Regions from separate parts of the Mus musculus genome. Here region 2 is linked to region 1. The links are chromatin contacts, called in public HiChIP or PLAC-seq maps. All regions are on one chromosome and are shown on one strand. The core of a region is the stretch at or near the end of the contact, and the rest is flanking DNA. Distances in the headings are between cores, read along the strand shown. Region 1 overlaps Cbl (Casitas B-lineage lymphoma). Region 2 holds the start of Vps11 (VPS11, CORVET/HOPS core subunit).

Evidence for each region. HiChIP or PLAC-seq counts read pairs in DNA pulled down with a chosen protein or histone mark.
Region 2: a CTCF HiChIP or PLAC-seq map of CD8 T cells shows a contact between it and region 1, with 6 read pairs. The contact joins the promoter of Vps11 here to the enhancer-like site in region 1. A contact is called at or near these places in 3 of 39 promoter capture datasets (HPC-7-derived erythroid cells, hematopoietic stem and progenitor cells and hippocampal neurons), 1 of 15 datasets of contacts at CTCF or cohesin (CD8 T cells), 3 of 484 Hi-C or Micro-C datasets (embryonic stem cells, nephron progenitors and peritoneal macrophages), 10 of 115 datasets of contacts at active chromatin or transcription factors (the 230-238 cell line, the SCID.adh cell line, bone marrow-derived macrophages and 6 more) and 3 of 9 other capture datasets (adipose tissue, liver and pancreatic islet).

The regions. Positions count from the first base shown.
Region 1 is chr9:44,180,764-44,185,062 of GRCm38.p6, reverse strand. All of the region lies in intron 2 of Cbl (Casitas B-lineage lymphoma), which reads left to right. Among named protein-coding and RNA genes, the nearest start is that of Mcam, 48 kb to the right of the region's middle. Within about 2 kb of position 2,587, at least 28 of the 459 cell types and tissues checked have an H3K27ac peak or open chromatin away from gene starts, as enhancers often do. A contact at or near this core is called in CD8 T cells, bone marrow-derived macrophages and pro-B cells, where this site is marked.
Region 2 is chr9:44,360,166-44,364,418 of GRCm38.p6, reverse strand. Vps11 (VPS11, CORVET/HOPS core subunit) reads left to right here and starts at 2,749. Exons shown (of 16, transcript NM_027889.2): 1 at 2,749-2,974. The coding sequence starts at 2,788.

The DNA of each region.
Region 1 (4,299 bases), core at 1,338-3,837:
ATAAATGAACTTTTATCTGGAGAGGTAGTTTAGGAGTACTTTCGTAGTGTGCCAAGAGGCTGTGTCTGTGAGCCCCAGCATAGGGGAAGATGTAGTTGTTATGCTGTCTTTCCAGTTGCAAAGTCTCATTTAGGCTAACCTCTCCCCAGTCAAGCTTGAGTTCTACAGTGTCTTATCTTACCTGGTTATACTATACTGAGTCAACTCACTGCCCAAATTTGTGATTTCCTCTTTATATGCATATGGCTGTCATTTGCAGCTTTGAAGCAGACCCTGCTTCCCTGTGTCAACCTTTAAGGACACCCTACTGCATTTGTGAAATCCCTTAATCTCTTAGCTTTCTGCTTTATCCCGCTGCTGTGACTGTGCTGTGCATGAGGTCTGACCTTTTGCTGCATGCCACTGCCCAGCCCCTCCCCAGGCTGCTCAAATGAACCTTTTGCTTTACGTGAACTCCTTTGTCTGTAGAAATCCCATCCATTCTTTCAAGTCTAGAAAACTTCCTAAGTTACATAAAAAATTATAAAGTGTATGTGTGGTCCGTTACTCTAAATTGATGAGATGGCCTTGATGATGAAAATTCTCTGGCTTTGATTCATTCCCCTAGATTTTTAGAATGATCTAAAAATTCCACATTCTTTCCCAATCTTTGGGGACAGAAAAACTTGGTAGCAGTAGTGTGCTTGTTCAGGGAACTCATGTGTTTAAATAGAAATGGATGCTTAATGTGCTATGTACTCAGGAGTTAAATAATTAATCATAACTGGATAGACTTTTTACATATTTGATTAGATTCTATTAGAACTGTCTCCCATTGAGTGTGATTGGTTTTGTCTCTGTATTTTTATTTTATGTTTAAGTGCATGCCATTCGTAGCCATAAAAGATGCTTCCTTATTTGTCCTTGTGAAAGGAGATTCTGGAGGTTTATAGAATTAGTCTTAAGGTGGAGGCAGTGAAAGTGCACGGCTTTAATCCCAGCACGTGGGAGGCAGAGGCAGGTTGGATCTCCGAGTTTAAGGCCATCCTAAGTTCCAGGACAGCAGGGCTACCCAGAGAAACCCTGTCTTAAAAAACAAAGAAACCAAAAACAAAAAGTAGAAGCTGGTACAGAGAAGCGGTAACTGATACTATGGGCTAATAGGCTTTCAGCTGCAGACAAGTCCTGATCTCTAAGAGACACATAGTTCATGATTCTTGAGTTATTTTATGTTTTCTAGCTACACTGAAAAAAACAAAGGTACTAACCTCCAAAATGTGTGTCAATGGTGGCTTTGATTTTTGAGATAGGGTCGTTCTATGCAGCCCATGATTTCCCCTCCTAGCTTCTTGAATTCTGGGATTACAGGTGTATACTATGTAATCTAGCCTATGCTTTAATTCAAATTGTAATATTGTTTTAAAATTTAAGTGAATTTGTTGCAAAGGAATTAGGAAAAAATAGCTACACAGTGAAGAGGCATGGTCAAAATTACTATAATTAAGTGATTGGAGTGATACCAGCAAGATACTGTGACATGTGTCAAGGGCACCCATTCCTGCTTTTTTTCATGAACTCATAATCCTAGTTGTAAAAAGAAACACGTGAGTCAGATGTGTTGAAGGCATTGTACAAAAAAACTGACTAGTGCTCTGGAGAACAGCTGTCATGAAAAAACAGTTAAAGATCAAGAAACTACCACAGCAGATTAAAAAAAAGAACAGTGGCTTATGGTGTCCAGGGTTGGGTGCTGATTTCTTGGGTTGGTTGGTTCATTGGGGGTACTTGCCCAAAAGCCTGTGCCGTACTGTTGAGTGTTTTAACAAGTCATTTACAGATGGGTAACCTAATTTAGAGATAAAGTACGATGTAGATACAGAGAAAGTGCCACACACTTTGTTTCTGCCCCTGAAGAATTGTCTTCCAAATGGTGGAAGGAAGACAGTTCTCACACAGCAGGTATGATAGAGCCATGAAACATCTAAACAAGATGATACAGTTTGTTCAGAAGGGAAGAATAGATATTAAATTTGGATGAGTGACTTTTCTCTCCCCTACCCGAGGAGGTAGGATCTGAGAACATTGAAGAACAGGCAACATTCCATAATGATAGTCATTGGAAGGAAAAATATGTATCATAGTAGAGCTCTCCAGCTCTTGAATCACATAGATCAGTTCTGACACTTACTAACAAGCTCATGGAAGGACTAGGGCATGGCTCAGTAATAGAGCAATTATTTTTCATGTACAAGCTTCTAGGTTAGTTAGATCTCTAGCATTAAAAGGGAAAAAGCTGACTATGAAGAGATACATGTACTATTGATGTACTGCCACCATGAAAGGCATGGGGCTTAGAAAGTAGAGAGTATTTTGGGAGAGCACTGAGTATTGTTCAGAAAGGTGAATTAGGTTATGATGGTATTTTTTGTTGGTTCATGGCCAGAGTTACACGTGACAGGAATAAAGGATCTGTATTTTAAGATTCATTTGGGAACTGGAGAGATGTCTTAGTGGTTAAGAACACTTGCTGCTCTTGGGTAGGAACTAAATTCAGTTCCCATAATCCTCATGTAGACTACCAGCTATCTGTTACTTCAGTTCCAAGGGATCCTGCTCCTCCTCCTGGCTTACTCTGGCACTGCATGTACATGGCACACACACATGCATACAGGCAAAACATTTATATACATAAAGTAAAAGTAACCAATTCTGCTGGCACCTTAGCTCAGTTGTAGAGGACTTGCCTGGTGCATACATACACACAGTTGATTCAGTGGGAGTACAAAGTGTGAAGCGGCTGTTGGAGATTCGTATAGGCTGCTGCTGCCTTCTCTCCTTGGTTCCTTACTACTGTTACCTTACAGTGGGGGTATCACATAAATTGGACCATGAGTATGGTATTATATATATCTTTTTTGTTTTGCTTTTCAAGACAGGGTTTCTCAGTGTAGCCCTGGCTGTCCTAGTACTCACTCTGTTGACCAGGCTGGCCTGGAACTCAAAAAGATCCATCTGCCTCTGCCTCTCAGTGCTGAGATTAAAGGAGTGCACCACCACGCCCAACTGATATGATATATACTTATGGGGGGGGGTCATTGATATGTTTAGATATATTGATTGAAAATCCCTTTCATATTTTATATTCATATGTATTTCTCTGTGTGTATGGATGGGTTTGGGTATGGTTTTGCTATACAGCTCATACTTGCTGCTTTTGAAGTAGACATCTTCCTATTTTAACAAGTGCTGGGGTATAACAGATGTGTGCCATGACTCCAAGCTCTCTCTTTTAAAAGAACAACTTCAGTAGATAAGAGTTAGCATTTCGTCTGACTTCCTGTTGAGAGACGTTTCATGGTGTGTATTTTTAGTTGGTTAGTGTGCTGAGCAGAGGATGTTGTTACTGAGTTATGATTGTTTTCTCGGTATGTTCTTCTTGGATGACACTAGTGTTGCATGTAAAGGTTTTGGAATTTGACAGCGAAAGAACTACAGTCACCACTTGTGACAGTACCCGTGCATGAAGGACTTCCAGGCACTGGTCACTTCACTTTTAAAGTCCATTACCCTTATTGTTAAGGTAGCTTTATATCTAAATTTATGTTTATAATACTCAAGACTTCCCATATTTTATTAAGGAAAGCTTCTAATTATAAGAGCTTAAAATTTTTACACTTATTTATTTTGTGTTGTGGGGCAATGCTTGTGACAACTGTTGTGGAAGGATTAGAGGACAACTTTTGGAGGTGTTTCCACTGTGTGGCACAGAGCATTATGTTTGGTGTCAAGTGCCTTCATCTGCAGAGTCATTTTTCTGGCTCCAATATCACAGGCTTTTTTCTTGTTTTTTTGTTTGTTTGTTGCTTTTAAAGATAATTTTGTAATTATATTTACATACAGAAAACTTAGCAGTGTATATTTAACCCAGTTTAGTGATGAGTTTTTTAGCCTTTGCCCTTTCCAGCTTGGCAATGGGAGCCACAGACTTAGGACCCAGGATATTGCCTCCTTAGTAGCGGCGGATCTCATCATCTGTCGTTGTAATTAGACCTAATAGCTTTTACTATTGTCTTCCAAGTTAACCTGTATGAGGGCAACAGTAGTGCACATCTTCCTGTGGTCCAGTCACCCAGCCTGGCCTTTCCCTTGATGATTCAGTAAGAGACCCCCACCTTTCAACACAGGGCAGGCAGGAAAACCGCCAGCTCAATGGGCTCTGTGTTGTGGGGAGTTACTATCAGCTGAGCATTCTTCTTCCCCACCAAAGTGGTGACTATATTGACCCCTGCTCAGTCTCTTAGTTGGGGTGTCCCCCTTGCC
Region 2 (4,253 bases), core at 1,500-3,999, 180 kb before region 1:
TGTACCTTTGGCCTCGTGCCCCAGAAAAATATATAATTAAAGATCAGGCAAATGAAGAGCTCTTGTTTTATTTTTAAATAACTTTGATGTTTTCTGGCCAGAGGATCACCTTTCCCCTAGGATAATTATACCTCTTTTTGCACCTGGGTGCTACAAGGACTTGATGAGAAGCAAAACCACTGTTAGGTATCATTTCCTACATGAAATTGGGGGTTGATTCCTGCCTCTTTTTTGTTTTGAGACAGTCTCTTAGACTAGCCTTGAACTCATGGCAACTTTCCCCACCCTAGCCTTTCAAATTACAGGCACGAGGCACCGTCCCTGGCTACTGTCTGCTGTGAGGCACCGTCCCTGGCTATTGCCTGCTGTTAATGCCTGTTCTCTAGGGCGGTGGTCAAGGACCACAGTTTGCTCCTTACCCTTTTGGGCATTTAGTACAGTTCCAGTAGTGGGTAGTACAGAAAATGTATTTGTGGAGAAGTGAAAAGCAAACTAGTAGGTGGAGAGAGGAGCTGTGGGTGGCTCTGGTAGGCCAGTTTGTGCCTTAGTGTCACGCATCAATAAGACCCTATAGGTACAGGTAGGGCCGGATGCAGACATCAGAGGAAGAAAGACTGCCATGTGGCAGTGGCAGGAGGAGGAGCACGAGGTGGCATGCTTGCATATGCTATTCTCTCTTATTTTGTTTGAAGACAAGATCTCATTATGTATCCCTGACTTGCCTGGCATCACAGTACTTGTTGAGAGCATGTTTGGAGGTTCTAGCAGGGGAGGTCAGCTACTTGTATGTTTGAACTGAGAAATGGTCCTCCTCTGTCCTGGAAGGACAGGGTCTTCGACAGAACATGCTACAGGAAGGCCACAGTCACACACAGAGTGGTGAGAGAAGGGACATCTGCCTAGATAACAAAATTCACTAAATCAGTCTCAGTGAACAAGATGTCACCTTGATATCATTGTCACTTTCTTCACAATGCTTCTTTTGACACAAACTTCATGGTTCCCCCTGACACACAAACAGGACACAGGACACAGAGCTGTTTCTACACAGAGCCGGTTGGACAGCTATGGAAGACCTTGACTTATTAAAATCACTCTACTCTCAAAGCTGCCACTCCCTGGTCTTTGCTTGCCTCTTCCTCTATAGGAAGGATAAGAAGGTTAACAGGGTCTTAGGAGTTGCATTTTGCACCTCAGCAAACATGGATTGGGTGTATGAGAAGTTATACACTCTGAAGCAGAACAGAATATAATACACAAGGTTGATTCAAACTGTGTCGGGGGCAGGACCAAACTTTTTTTAAATTTTTTCCAGCAGTTGAAAAACCGGTTTCATATACTTGCTTTCTTCCATTTATGACCTAAAATATCTCTGACAGGTTTAAAAACAAACAAACAAACTTAAGCACAGCAAGCTAGAATTCACAAAATGTGTGAAATCCTCATCAGTGACTGAGCATTTTATTGATTTGTCTGTCCCCCATTGTCACCACAAACAAACAAAAACCTCAAGACTTTCTTGGTTAGAGTAAACTTTCTGACTGGTATACAGTGGTGGATTTTCTATAGAGATCTGCACAGAAAGTACATACTGTCCATCTAGCTGCTTCTTTTTTGTTTTTGTTTTTGTTTTTGTTTTTTTCGAGACAGTGTTTCTCTGTGTAGCCCTGGCTGTCCTGGAACTCACTCTGTCTGTAGACCAGGCTGGTCTCGAACTCAGAAATCTGCCTGTCTCTGCCTCCCAAGTGCTGGGATTAAAGGCGTGCGCCACCACCACCCGGCTCTAGTTGCTTCTTGATAGCATAATTTTACTTATAAAGTTTTGTTTAGTATTATATCTAAGTACACTGTAGCTGTCTTCAGACACACCAGAAGAGGGCATCAGATCCCATTACAGATGGTTGTGAGCCACCATGTGGTTGCTAGGATTTGAACTCGGGACTTTCAGAAGAGCAGTCAGTGCTCTTAACCGCTGAGCTATCTCTTCAGCCCTATAAAGTTTTTTTTGTTTTGTTTTGTTTTTTTAATTTATTTATTATATGTAAGTACACTGTAGCTGTCTTCAGACACACCAGAAGAGGGCGTCAGATCTTATTACAGATGGTTGTGAGCCACCATGTGGTTGCTGGGAATTGAACTCGGGACCTTTGGAAGAGCAGTCAGTGCTCTTAACCTCTGAGCCATCTCTCCAGCCCTTGTTTTGTTTTTTTAAGATATATTTATTTACCCAATGTATATGAGTACACTATAGCTGTCTTCTCACACACCAGAAGAGGGCGTCAGATCTCATTACAGATGGTTGTGAGCCACCATGTGGTTGCTGGGAATTGAACTCAGGACCTCTGGAAGAGCAGTCGGTGCTCTTAACCACTGAGCCATCTCTCCAGCCCCCTATAAAGTTTTATACATCTAAAAAGCTTTGGATTTGATCGGGCAGTCTATTAACTACTTTTAAAAAGGTGGCACTTAATTACAGCTTTATTTTGCAAAATTAAAAAGCTGATGAATTAGATAGCTTCCCAAAACATTATTCTCTGCATCGAACAGAGTATTGAGTTTTGAGACACCGCCTCTCTGTGGAGGGCATGCGGACCTCGAATCGCGCCACCACTCTCTTGAAGGACGTTGTCAGTCCTAACAAGATCAAAAGAGCATTAAGGAGCTACGGAGCACGCCCCACCTCTCAGTCCCGAGCAGCAAGCCTTTTGTGCGCATGCTCCCCACTGTCACATGACTCGCCTTTCGGTTCACGTGATTTCGCTTCCGGAGGCGGGGGCCTTCGGCAAGATGGCGGCCTACCTGCAGTGGCGGCGTTTCGTTTTCTTCGAGAAGGAGCTGGTGAAGGAGCCGCTGGGTAATGATGGGGCTGCTCCCGGTGCCGCGCCTGTGTCGGGATCCGCTGCTTCCAAGTTCCTTTGCCTCCCTCCTGGCATCACTGTCTGCGACTCAGGCCGCGGGAGCCTGGTCTTTGGAGATATCCTTCTTTCGGAGGTGTTTCTTTCCTCAGCGCACGCCGGACGAGTTTCTACAGCGAATGCAATCTGTCAGTGGCGTTTTGCGTGCTCGCAGTTAGACGCGAGCCCAGATGTCTTTTGTGGGCTGATGGGAGAAAGAAGGAAGTTCATTTTCTCACTTGTCAACTGAGCAGTCCTGAGCAAGTCATTTAACTCTCGGCTTCAGGTTCCTTTACTGGAAAAAGGTTGTTAATGCCAGTTTGACAAAGGTTAAGATCGGCCCCCTCGCAAATAGACGCAACTTGCCTTTAAAATATGTGTGTGTGTGTGTGTGTGTGTGTGTGTGTGTTTGATTGTGAGTGTGTGTGAGGTGTTACAGTCCCTGTCTAATATTGTAGGCGAGGAGGTAGATAGATAAGGACTTTGTTTGCTTTGTTCACGAGCTATGAGCTATGTGGGGAAGCCCTTGGGATGTACAGTCAGACCCCAGCTGAGGTCTCAAGCCACTGGTAGTTACAAACTACATAGGGGCTACTTTTTCCTTTCAGAGACGCTCATTCCTCAACTTAAGATAGGTTTACATCCAGGCAGATCCATCATAAATGGAAAGTTATACAAGCCAAAAATGCATTTATCTTGCCTAGTCTACCAGTCTAAATAGCAACAGAGTACACTATAACTATACTATATCAATGTTCCCTTCTGATTCCATTGCTGACCGGGAGCTAAATGTGCCCAGCATCACAAGAGAGTATCTTTTTCAACATCTTGGACAGGGTCTCAATGTGTAGACTAGGCTGGTCTTGAACTCACGCCCATCTCTTGGCTCCAGATCACTGGGATTAAGGGCTATCCTCAAAGGAGTATCTTACCCATATTACTAGCTCTGGAAACTTGTCAATTATGCTTTCTTCTTACATGCTCTGCCCCTCAGCCCTCAAAGTAGAATTTCTGCTGCTTGTCACTTTTGTAGGATTGTAAATTAAAAGTTGCTAAGTCAGTGACAACACACTGATCATACTTTTAATTTTTAAATAAGGTGCAGTAAGAAATTAGCAACAATAATACTAAAACAGGACAATTATAATAATATCCTGTAATTGAAATTATGTGAATGTAATCTCTCTTAAGATTACAAGTGCATGTGTGTGTTTCATTTCCTTCTTTCTTTTTTAAATTTATAACACAAGATCCCATTTAGCCAAGGATGACTTCTAACCTTCTTACCTTTACCTCTGGAGTTCTAAGATTACAAACATGTGCCTCTGCACCCAGTTATATATGGTGCTAGATATCTAA